2 separate regions of the Mus musculus genome follow, and region 2 is linked to region 1. The links are chromatin contacts, called in public Micro-C maps. All regions are on one chromosome and are shown on one strand. The core of a region is the stretch at or near the end of the contact, and the rest is flanking DNA. Distances in the headings are between cores, read along the strand shown. Region 1 has its middle 190 kb from the start of Mir221. Region 2 overlaps Gm14636 (predicted gene 14636).

Region 1 (6,267 bases), core at 1,538-4,037:
TCTATCTATCTATCTATCTATCTATCTATCTATCGAGAGATCCACTTACAATGTTCCCTCGCTTAACTAGATTGTAAAACCGATCCATATTTTAGTTCTAAAAAGGAAACTTAATATTCTAATTTTTTAAGCAGCACAATGCAACACGTGGGACATGATGACAGAGGCCTATTCAAGTTAAGATTTCAAAATGAAAAAGATATCTCAAAAACTCTCCTTCTTGATCTCTCACAGAGGCCAGAAGAAAGAAGATAACTAAGTGACATCTCCAGATTTATTAAGGTTATTCCAAATAGTGACTAAACTTTGAAATTTTTAGAATGGGATTTTTTGTATTTCTTCTCTATTTTTTAATTGAAATTAGACTTTTTTCATACAATATATATTCTAAGGGTGGTTTTCCTTTCCCTAACTCCTCTCAGATCTTCTCTACTACCTCTTATATTCAAATACACACATTTTCTCTCTCTACTGAGAAAATGAACAGGCATTTAAAGAAATAGTAAAATAAGATAAAATAAAAGCATGCAAACCAAAATAAGACAAAACAAATAAACAAATGGAAGAAAAAGAGCTAAAGAAAAAGTGCAAGAAACACATAGATATAGTGACACACACATTCACATACAATGCTTTGTCATAACATTATCTGTCTATCATCTATCTATCTTACCCTAATTTTGTGTATATATTAGAGCTTCTGGTTTTATGTGTTTTATGGACTTATAGGGGTTTTTTTTGGCTGAGAAGTTATTAATAAATATATTCTTTAAAAAACATTTTATTGATTCTTTGTGAATTTCATGTCATGCACCCCAATTTCTCTCATCTCACCATCCCTTCTTATCCAACTTATACCCTCCACCCTTGCAACCTTCTCACACAGTAAAAAAAAAAAAAATCAAAACAAACAACACAAAATACCTATCTAATTGTGGAAGCTGTAGTTATATCACAGTGTGTCCTACAGGATACCCTTTTGTCCATATACAGTGACAATACTGGATCCTCACTGGGACTCCTCTCAGATATGCTTGTCTCCCTGTGACATGAAGCTCCTACAGCTTTGAATCTGCAGGACAAGACCCCTTCATGAACTCCAGCAGTTCATAGTTAGAAGAGATGTTGGGGTGGGCCAACTCAAAGTCCTGGGCCTGGGTGGTTTCTGAGTTTGTCAGCTTGCCAACTCTCCTGTACTCCCATCACCATGGTGTTCTTGCAAGAGTTGCCTTGGCCATGGTGTCTAGTCACAGCAATAAAACCCTAATCAAGGCAATGGCTATCCCAAAAGTTGATGCCTGTAGGTGGGATATGTTCTTCTAGCTTCGATGCCTTCTCTTGATTTAAGATTTTTTTAATGGTTAAAAAAAAACAAAAACTACAGATACTTTATGCGGATAATGTGTTCGGTGATTGAAGGGTTAAATTGTTCAGAGTGTATCTTAAGAGCTACTACTGCTGTGAAGAGAAATAATGACCACGACAACTCTTATAAAGAAAAATATTTAATTGGAGCTGACTTACAGGTTCAGAGGTTTAGTCTATTATCATGGTGGAAGTGTAACAGTATGCAGGCAGACATAGTACTGGAGAAGGAGCTGAAAGCTCTACATCTGGACAGTAGACAGCAGTAATGGAGGGTTGCAAGGGTGGAGGGTAAAAGTTGGATAAGAATGGATGTTGAGATGACAGCAATTGGGTTACATGACATAAAATTCACAAAGAATCAATAAAATATTTTTAAAGAATATTTTTATTAATAATTTCTTAGCATTGGGCCTAGATGAGACCTGAAAGCTCACCTGCAGTGACACACTTCCTCTAACAAGGTCATACGTACTCCAACAATGCCACACCACCTAATAGTTCCACTCCTTATGGGATCAAGCATTGAAACACATGAAACTATTGGGGCCAATCCTATTCTGACCATGACAGGGTAAGATTCTTTTTCATCAACTAATTGTCTTATACCCAGCATGAGGCTGATACTTGAGTACCTTCTGTTGGATCTGCTTTTCAAATATTATACAGAATGAAAACGTGATTTTTTTAGGCTAAATTTGGTTTGCTGTATTAGTCACCTTTCTGTTACCAAGATACCCATGAAAATCAAGCTGTAAGAAGGAATGATTATAGTCAGAGGTTTCACTTCACTTTTATTTGTTTCTATTGCCTTTGGGCCTCTGGTTGAGTAGTACACTATTGTGGGAACCAGACTAGAGGAATCTGCTTCCCTCATGGCCAATGAGAAATATAGAGAAGATATTTGTGTTCCATAATCCCCTCTTATGTGTACATTCCTAGTGACTTGAACCCTATCAGGCTCCATCTCTTAAAAGCTCTACCATCTCCTTATTGTACCATAAGCTGGGACCCAAAACTTTGGAGGATATTTATATAAACTATAGATTTTGCTCACTTGTTTTGATAACATTTTATGCTCCATAGTGTAAGAATCTCCCCTGTACTCTTCACAGAGTCACAGTTACTCTCATTTTGCCCCATCTGTTTTTCTGTCTGTGTTTTTCTTTCTGTTTTCTTCTCTCTCAGTCCCTCTGCCCCATCCCCATTATTTTTCTGTATTAGTTGGGATTTTCTAGAGGGACAGAACCAATGAAATTTTAAAGAGAAATTCTGCTAACACAATAGAGATTGGGTAGTTCAGACATGACTATGTACACACTAGGGAAGTAGAGAACTCACTCATGAAGAATAGGGCCTTACTTACATACATACTGGCTTCCTTTTTTTCAATTTTTTCCACTTAGGCTCTCAGCCTGTTGAATGATGTCAACTAATGCAAGGCATATCCTTCCTCTTCAGTTTCTGTTCCACATGTCAGTAGTCTCTGGAAATGGTTCCATAGAGATGGACTTGGCTGCCCTGAACATCATTTCATCTTATTAAACTGACAATCAAGACCATTGCATTCTCTAGGGAGAATATGTTGGAGACACTGAATCACTTTACCAGCTATTTTGGTATATACTCCCTAATTACAGTGCAACCATCTGAAATCAGAAAATCAATGCTATTCTAATTTTATAGCTTAATCCACATTCCTTATTCAAATATGACAGTTGTTCCAACAATGAGCTTTGGTTTGTTTATAATCCTGATTCTATTCTATATCAAATAGCCCTTTAGGTCATTGTGTCCTCTTAGTCACCTTTGACCTGGAACAATTCCTCAGCATGCCCTGGTCTGTTGTCTCTATGTCATATAGCAGAGTACTTGCCAGTTGCTTTGTAAGCTATCCAAAACACTGGGCAGAATGTCTGCCAGTATTGACGCATTAGAGAAGAAAATGATAATTTTGGTATCAATTTTGATATTAGACTTTGACTATTCTGTTAAGTTGCCATCTACCTGATTCATCAACTTCAAAATCACTATTCTTCTCTTTGGAAGAAGTCTAGATTTGAAAACATATTTTGAAGCTTTTTAAGTGGCCTACTCCTCACCAAATTTTCAACATCTTGGGATTGCTAAATGGCCCTTAAAATTGTATTCCAATTTTGGGTATTGAGAATGGCTATTTAATTTTAAAATATGCTTTTATTTTTAACAGACACATGCTGATTATACATAATTATCAGGTACAGTGTGACATTTCAATACATGTGTGCAATGTGTAGGGATAAAATCAGGGTAATTAGTGTATCTATTACCTCAGACATATAATTATTAAGTGATAGAAACATAAAAAATCTTCTCTCTTCACTAATTTAAACTATTCAATTAACTATTATTATCCACAGTTATATTACTGTGCTTTAGATCATTATGTTGTTTTAACTATCCAACTGTACCCCTGCACACACACACATCTTTAATTCATCTCTCCTTTCTCTGTATATTTTTCACAGTCTGGTAGCTACTCTTCTTTTGCTTACTGTTGTGTGTTGAATTTTGTAGCTTATACAATGCATCTTATTTGTCTTCCTTTTTGATCTATGTTTTTGCTAATTAAATAATTTCATTAATTTTTATGGTTAATTAATATTCCATTGTTTATATGTACCACAAGTTCTTTATGCATTCATCCATCAGTGAGCACATAACATAGTCTCATAAGCTGGCTATTGTGGAGAGTGAAGGTGTCTTTCCAATATACTAATTTCACGTGAAAATTGTGGTACATGACTGTGAACCTCATACTCAACATGCTGGGACAGAAGTATCATGAGTTTAAGGCCAGCCTCAGCTACATGGTGAGTTTGAAGTTAGCTGTGACACATTGAGTTCTTCCTTAAAAACAAACAAAACAAAAACCTATACCTCAACAAATAATTTGTACCCATGGAACATATATATTCATTCATTGGTGGGATTTCTTTTGAAGATAATTCATTCTACTTCCCATAATATCCACAGCAATTTACATTCTCAATTCACAGTATATGTGAGTTCTTATTTCTCAGTATAGAATGGCTTTTTCTATACCCCATTAGTAACTGAACAGTTATCACACTTTGATTCAGTCTTTCCCTTTGCTTTTCAACCTTCTCTCCTTTTATTAACAACCTCTGGTTTCTTGTAATATAGGAGTCTGAGACTTTTGCCTAATTTGTACCTATCTGGAATCTTACCTCCTATCCTCATCATCTAGCATGTGTCAGGCATGATAGATTGTGAAAATTTATGTGGCCAACACTTGCCCAACATCCTTCTTTATCTAAAGTTTTCATTCTTACAAATAAGTTGCAAAAAATCAAGTAAATATTTATATAGTGCCCCCACAACAAACAACTACAAATAATATATTGACATTATTTCTTTCTCTTGGTTGGTACTATGCTGTTTTGCTCCAAGTACTTCTGTATTAAGTTCTCAATAAAACTAAAGAGAATCCATTTTTCTCTCTCCCTCTTTAAAATAACAAATTTTTAATCATCCCACTTCTAAGTGATCATATTTAAGAAAAGTAGCAGGAGGATCAAGGACCTACACATAAAACCAGATGCATTGAAACTTATAGAGGAGAAAGTGGGGAAGAGCCTCAAACACATGGGCACAGGGGAAAATTTCTGGCTTATGCTCTAAGATTAAGAATCAACAAATGGGACCTCATAAAATTGCAAAGTTTCTGTAAGGCAAAGGGCACTGTCAATGGGACAAAAGGGAACCAACAGATAGGAAAAAAATCTTAACCAATCCTACATCTGATAGAGGGCTAATATCCAATATATACAAAGAACTCAAGAAGTTAGACTCCAGATCAAATAAACCTATTAAAAATGGGGTACAGAGCTAAACAAAGAATTCTCAACTGAGGAATATCGAATGGCCAACAAGCACCTAAAGAAATGTTCAACATCCTTAGCCATGAGGAAAATGCAAATCAAAACAATCCCAAGATTCCACCTCATACTAGTCAGAATGGCTAGAATAAAAAACTCAGGAGACAGCAGATGCTGGTGAGGATGTGGAGAAAGAAAAACACTCCTGTTGGGTGGTGGTGGTACACGCATTTAATCCTAGCACTTGGGAGGCAGAGACAGGTGGATTTCTGAGTTCAAGGCCAGCCTGGTCTACAGACTGAGTTCCAGGACAGCCAGGGCTACACAGAGAAACCCTGTCTCAAAACAAACTAACAAACAAACAAACAAACAAACAAAAAACCCAAACAAACAAACAAAAAGAAAACACTCCTGCATTGCTCATAGGATTTCAAGTGGTAAAACCACTCTAGACATCAGTTTATCTGTCGGTTCCTCAGAAAATTGAACATAGTACTACCTGAGGACCTAGCTATTAAAAATGATGAATTCATGAATTCTTGGCGAATGGATAGAAAATATCATCCTGAGTGAGATAATCACAAAAGAACACACATGGTATTTACTCATTGATAAGTGGATATTAGCCCAATAGCTCCAAGTAACCAAGATACAATGCACAGACCACATGAAGCTCAAGAAGAAGGAAGACGAAAGTGTGAGTGTTTTGGTCCTTCTTAGAAGAACAAAACACTCACAGGAGCAAATATGGAGATAAAGTGTAGAGCAGAGACTAAAGGAAAGGCCATTCAAAGACTGCCCCACCTGGGAACTCATCCCATATACAGTTACCAAATCCAGACACTATTGTGGATGCCAAAAGTGCATGCTGAAAGGAGCCTGATATGGCTAACTCCTGAGGGGCCCTGCCAGAGCCTGGAAAATACAGAGACAGATGCTGTCTGGTTGGCCATTCGACTGAGTGTGAGGTCTACAATAGAGGAATTAGAGAAAGGACTGAAGGAGTTGAAGGGGTTTGCAA
Region 2 (6,267 bases), core at 2,444-4,943, 210 kb before region 1:
AGATGTTTGCCTGCTATCTTTTTTTTTTTTTAATCATCCATCAACTATGTCACATGTTGACTGGAAACAACTGGCTTTTGTTACCAGAGGGCTTGTAGGATGGTTGAACTGTTTCATATAGCTTTCAGATGGAACCAGAGCTTCATGTATTCAGAGGAAGTAAAATTTCTTAATGAGAGATAATCTAACAGAGAACATACTGGTTCTTCAATTAACTTATAGGTTAGTTGAGGTTCTTTACCCAACTGCCTCAGCTTCCCTTAGGGTAAAAGTCATAGGATTTTATATGGTGGCCTTATGGAGGAAAACAAAACAAAACAAAACAAAACAAAACAAAACAAAACAAAACAAAACAAAACAAAACAAAACAGTAGATCATGGGTCTACTCTGTGTCTGTACTCTTTATCCCTTTTGTTAGGAGCTGTTTGGAAGTGTTCTGCACTATGCCCAGAACAGTGCTCTACCCTGAACAGGGCTATAATGTTCCTCCACTTTTTTCACTCATTTATCTTTTTCTGGCTACAGACATTTCTAATGTCTTGACCTATCTGGGCCAACTAGAATGAGAGTTCTGTTTTGTTGTTGTTGTTGTTGTTTTACTTCTTTTGTTTGTTTGTTTGTTTGTTTTGTTTTAATTTTGAGGCAAGGTTTCACCTAGTCTGGCCTTGAACTAACTCCTTATCATCTTGCTACAACCCTACACAACCTTACATGTTCCTGTGTGTTCGGGAAGACAGGCTTTTTGTCAGAATGCTTGGACTGCTATGGGACTTTCTGAATATCTTTTCTGACCGGTTCCATCTGGTCATAACTCTCTTCTGTACTGACCTTAAGAATACTCCAGAAAATGTGATGGGAAAAGCTCAAACAGATTCTGAAATGCTCTATAGAAATGATGGCTTGGTCAGGTGTTTGCCATCACTAATAAAGTAGTTTTAAATGTTATTTTAAGTGATAGAATAACTGCTGTGTGTGACTCACTGTGTCAACCCTTTTCAGTTCAGGTGCAAAGCTAGGAATGGAGGAACCAGGATTGAAACACCAATCATTCTCCAGACTTTTAAGAGACGTTATATGTTTCTTCAGATGCCAGAGTTTTGGTTCTTTGATTTTTATTAAAGTCTGCTTTCATACTCTGTGTTAGTTTCCATCAAAAGCTAAGTAATTATAGACTTGATATTCTCTGTGTACCATGGGAAGGTAACTATCTTTAAGCTAATAAAGCTCTACTTGGAAAATGTCATCGGCTAGATTAATATATCCCTGTTGAAATATGAACAGGTTTTAATAACTAGTTGAGAAATATGTGCATGAACTTAAAATAGAAAAACTTAAAGTATAATTTGGAAATGCACTTTCAAGTAGTTTTTAAATTTAATTTCTGAAAACTAATTCTCTATGAAAATTTAGAGTAGTATTTATTCTAGTAAAAAACTTACAGGGGATTTTTAAATATATATTTATAAAGTGAATGATCAAATTCTAAATTAGCTTTTAAAATAATATTTCCATGTGTGAATCTTTTCTGTGTCTTCATCTGTGAGGTGAAGAATTAGCTATTTGCTTTGTGTCATAAAAATAGAAGGTATATCCTACATTGTAACATAGCTAGTTATCTATCAAGGTTTAATTAACACTAAAATCCCTCGTCAAAGCAGTTGCTGACTTTGCTCAAGGTTAAAGGAAGTATGCCGAAAGAGATAACTGTAGTATGACTGATTGTCTGAGCCATTCAGATTGTTTGTTTGTGTGTGTGTGTGTGTGTGTGTGTGTTGAGGGGGATTGCACTTATTATTCCATTTTTTCCTATATCTAAAATACCTGAGAATAATTGATTCCATGCATGTAATGCCACTCTCATCATGGTAGTTAAACATCATACTGAATAGGGGACTTGTAAGCAGTTTATTTGACTGCGATTTCCCCAGAGACTATTTGGTGATTTTTTTTTTTAAGGCTTTTGTCTTCAGCTATTAAACCATTGACATCAAAAGACTATGCAGATGTTGGGTTGTGGTGAGGCCATTGTTGAATTCGTGATTCTATGTGAGTGAGTCAGGTTAGAGTGCAAATTGCAGTACACGCAAAAGTGAAAGCCTGTTACACGGCTCTGCTTTCAGGTCCCTGACCACTTCCTGAAGAACCTGCCATACGGGCCCCAACAAGAGATTTAAAACTGGATTCCTCCCATAGTAAAGACATGAGGCAGACCTGCATGTAGATAACCTTTTCGCCACTGTTGTGTGAACTTGATTGTTCAGTGGCCTTAATTGTAAATTTTACAGCATATGGTTCTGAAACACTACTGAGGCTTAAAATATAATCTTGGAGCTTTCTTGTTTACCTGACTGAATGCTTTGAAACCTATTAGAACATGCATTCTGATCCTTAAATGCATGAGCTAGAAAAGAAACAAAAAAAAAAAAAAGGAGCTTGTCAAATCAACTACAACCACCAGTCTAATAAAACTGAGTCACATCCAAATGGGCTGTACTTACACTACCCTCCCATTCTGGGGAAAATTTGGCCAGGGGAGGTAGTGTGAGTCATCACCTGGTTTGTTTGACATATGCTTCCTTCCATAAATTGGGAATGGCAAGAAGCACAGTGCTCTGGGCTTGCCTTGGAGAAAGAGTTATCACAGCTTTGCCTGAGAAAAATTGGGTGTCTGGTTTGGAAAGAAGAGATTGAGCCTGTGTTTTGACTTTAGATGTCGGTAAAGGGGGAGAATAAATAGATCCAAACAAGGAACATTTGTAAGTACCATTTTCAGAGAATTAAGAAATGATAAGGGTGTTTGTGTGTGTGTGTGTGTGTGTGTGTGTGTGTGTGTGTGTGTGTGTGTGTGTGTTTTCTGAGGCATAAGTGTTATTTAAGAAAAATTGAGGGCTGGAGAGATGGCTCAGCCATTAAGACTAGGCTTACAACCAAAAAAAGAAAAATTGGGGGTGTTAAAATAAATTGGCAGCTACTTCATGAAGTGGGCTTGTTTACGTAGCAAAAGTGTTCTTTATATGAACAAATGAAAATAGATGGGGACATGATTTGTAGTTAGCATAAAGATTTGTCCCAAGGATGGTTAAATTTGCTTAATTTGTATAGTTGTCTTTAAAAGAAATGTGTTTGACTTAGGAATTGTCTCTTGGGGCCCTTTGCTGGGAGGGAAGAGAAGCTTATACACCTCTCCCATCGGCAAGCCTCTGTGGAGCTGTACAGAACGGAGCTTAGGATGGGCAATTGCCGGGGAGACCGTCAGAAGCGGGATGAGCAGTTCATTTATAGTTGAACTGAGTTTCTAAACTCAGCCTCTGCTTTGGCATTATTTTTTAATACATGCCAGACATTCTTCTGATTCCCATCTTGGCTGGGTTTCAGCTCCTTCTTTGTCTGGGTGAGGCTAGGGTGTTACTTGTTTTAAAGCTTGAGTTGTCGCAGCCGGGGTATTTTCTGTTTCGGCTTATGACCACCACCCCCCTTTTCCTGAATGAGTGTCCTTTGTATAACCCCAGTAATTCAGAAATTCTACAGGCATAGGGACTGCCCTGTCATGTGACTTAGGTACTAGGTGTTGGTTGTGATTGGTCAGCAGCTAATTGTCAGTTCCCTATAAAAAAAAGTCCCGTGTTAGGCGACTGTCCACTCTCCACTCTCCCGCTGGCTACTGCTCATCAGGAGCAAGATGGGGGTGGGGACTGTCCAATGATTCCTCTGTGTGATAGATGACCAAGTGGCTGCAGTCGTGGGGGTCTACACAGCAGTGCAAGATTGTTTGTAGCTGATTTGATCAAACTCTGGCTTCCTGAACTGGTAACTGTTACTTTAATGCAGCTTACTGATTAAACTGAGAAAAATGTAGCTGAAAATGTGTGCCAAGAACTTGTGTGGACTTATTCCCTGTCCCCTTTTTCCCTTTTGTCTGATTCATTTTGTCACAGGAATGAAATGCAGATAACTCGTTAGCAAACTTTTGTGGGAAAAAAGTGCCTTGTGCGATCAGAACAAAGCCGTTTTATAATCAGATTTACCAAGCTGAGAAGAGGGAGTTTCAGCAAATGGAAGCTTCAGCTTTCTGTCACCAGGAAACACTGCGTTATCCAGAATCGGTAAGTGAAAAGTGGCATTGTCCCTAATAGATATCATATGGTGTGTGGGAGAATTGCAAAATATATATATATATATAGGATTTTAAAAGCAGGCAGCCCCACCATATAACATAAAAGCTGAGACGTTACCAGGTAATTAACAAAATGAGATGTGAGTTACTAGTTTAGCCAAACATATGTAATAGAACTAGATCTTACTTTTTGAACATGGTTTCCTTTTCAGTGGGGCAAAGCATGAAATCCAAATGGGCTGTTTGCTTGAGTTGCTACACTAACTTTCCATGGATAGAGATTTGCATTCAGTCTGAGTAGCGAGTCGAAATGTGAAGAAATACTTTCAGAATTAGTCGGTTCCTTTGCTTCCCCATTGTGTCAGATTTTATCTAGATCTTTACAAAATGAAAGTAGAAGCAGTGTACCAAAAAAATCTGATTGTGAATGGCAGATTATGGTGGTCATAGAATTTGTTTTGTATTCATGTCATGATTTTAAGATTGTTCTGTTTGATTACAGTTCTGTTCTTGTTTTGATAAAGCAAAAGGGTGCTGATTTCCATACAGTTCATAACTTTTTTAAGATGGTAATGAGCAACTAACTCTTAATGGTGTGCTACCCGTGTGTCTGCCTGTCTTTCTTTCTCTGAAACCTGAAATTCAGTTTTCTTGTTTTGAATCTGAGCTGCTCCTATTCCAGAAAAAGACAGTAAAGCTGTGACTATCTGTGTTCCAAAAGACACCGAGATAGCAGTTTTATATTAGTGTGAATGTTTGACTTCTCTGAAATATGATTGCATAAAGGTTGTGCCCAGCAAGCATATTAGGATAGTAGGTGGCTGCTTGATTTTTGTCTGTTTCTTTTTGGTCAGTAGAACTAATCATGTGATATATACTTACAAAGAGTTAGATGGAAATATTTTAAGTGTCAGTAATTATATAGGTATTCTGGGCAATCTCCATTTATGAGTATAAACATGCAATTATGACATGAACAGAATTAGGCTTTGAGTTATAAAGGATGTAATATTATTTATTTTGCTTTAAGTAGCCCCAACTAAATTAAAAGTTAAATGTACATTCTTGACTTCTGGCTCCCACTCTGTTCCTTTTGGAATCATAAAATTTCCAGCTTAAAAAAGGAACACCATAGCAGGATAACAAAGCTGCAGGTTTCTGTTAGTTGAGTGGGCTGCAGATGGGAAGAGAAAGATGAGTATGTTGGAATCTGTAAATTGTGCCCCCTTAACGCACACGCTTTAAGGGTTTGAAGATCATTTTTCTTAGGCTAATAGCTCCCAAGACTTCAGTTTCAATGAAAAGACAAGCATGGCTGTGACATGCAGATCTAGCTGCAAATTTGGGCGAATGTCACATGTCATTTGGCTTAATTAAGGTGTGCCCTCCTGACACACATAAATTTATAGGTTTGAGAAGGAGACAGAAAAATTTTGAGAAAGCATGATAGTAATTTTAGCTGATTTTTATCCTGCTGTTAGTGTATCTTCAGTAACTAATAATTATTTTCACCTCTGTATTTCATCTAAATGCTTGGATAAAAAACACGGTAATTTAATATTGAGCTAAATACATGCAGGATAGGAAAAAGACTATATAAAAATTTCAGATGTTCTTCAACATTTAGAAGCCACTGCCTTGAGTGATTAAAAATAGGATATAATATAAATTGAAATAGTAAATGCTAAAAAGTGAGTCCCAGAAAAACTTCATCTTTAAAATTTAGTTTGTCATTCTTTGTTCTGAGTTTCTTATTTTTAAATGTACATCTAAAAGCATTGCTATGAATTATCTCCCAGAGTTACTAAAGGCATTGCTATTTTGGCATGTTTGGTCTTTGTGGATTTTCAAAACAACAAAGTGAAAGGAAGCCATTTGAGAGACATATCTCAATCATTTCTACCCAGTATTTGATAAGTGTACTGTACACCTTCAAAATTTGATGTGTGTGTGTGTGTGTGTGTGTGTGTGTGTGTGTGTGTGTGTGTAGGTGTGTGTCTAAGCTTACTTTGAAGGTGGGTCTTAAATCAACAACAGCTATTTGTTAGAACCCAGATAAGACTTGGAATGTAGTTCTCTGGCAACCGAGTAGTTAGGCATTGAAATGTAGCTTTAAGGATTCAGTTCATAAATGGCATTCAGATCTCCTGCT

The links. Hi-C and Micro-C count contacts between places; a contact is called where the count stands out from the background.
Region 2: a contact with region 1 is called in a Micro-C map of macrophages, with 4 times the contacts expected there. The contact joins two enhancer-like sites. A contact is called at or near these places in 2 of 484 Hi-C or Micro-C datasets (bone marrow-derived macrophages and macrophages) and 1 of 115 datasets of contacts at active chromatin or transcription factors (bone marrow-derived macrophages).

The regions. Positions count from the first base shown.
Region 1 is chrX:18,953,366-18,959,632 of GRCm38.p6, reverse strand. No RefSeq gene overlaps it. Among named protein-coding and RNA genes, the nearest start is that of Mir221, 190 kb to the left of the region's middle. Within about 2 kb of position 2,787, at least 5 of the 459 cell types and tissues checked have an H3K27ac peak or open chromatin away from gene starts, as enhancers often do. A contact at or near this core is called in bone marrow-derived macrophages and macrophages, where this site is marked.
Region 2 is chrX:19,164,612-19,170,878 of GRCm38.p6, reverse strand. It overlaps Gm14636 (predicted gene 14636), which reads left to right. Exons shown (of 5, transcript NR_168020.1): 4 at 3,937-4,104. Among named protein-coding and RNA genes, the nearest start is that of Mir222, 21 kb to the right of the region's middle. Within about 2 kb of position 3,693, at least 161 of the 459 cell types and tissues checked have an H3K27ac peak or open chromatin away from gene starts, as enhancers often do. A contact at or near this core is called in bone marrow-derived macrophages and macrophages, where this site is marked.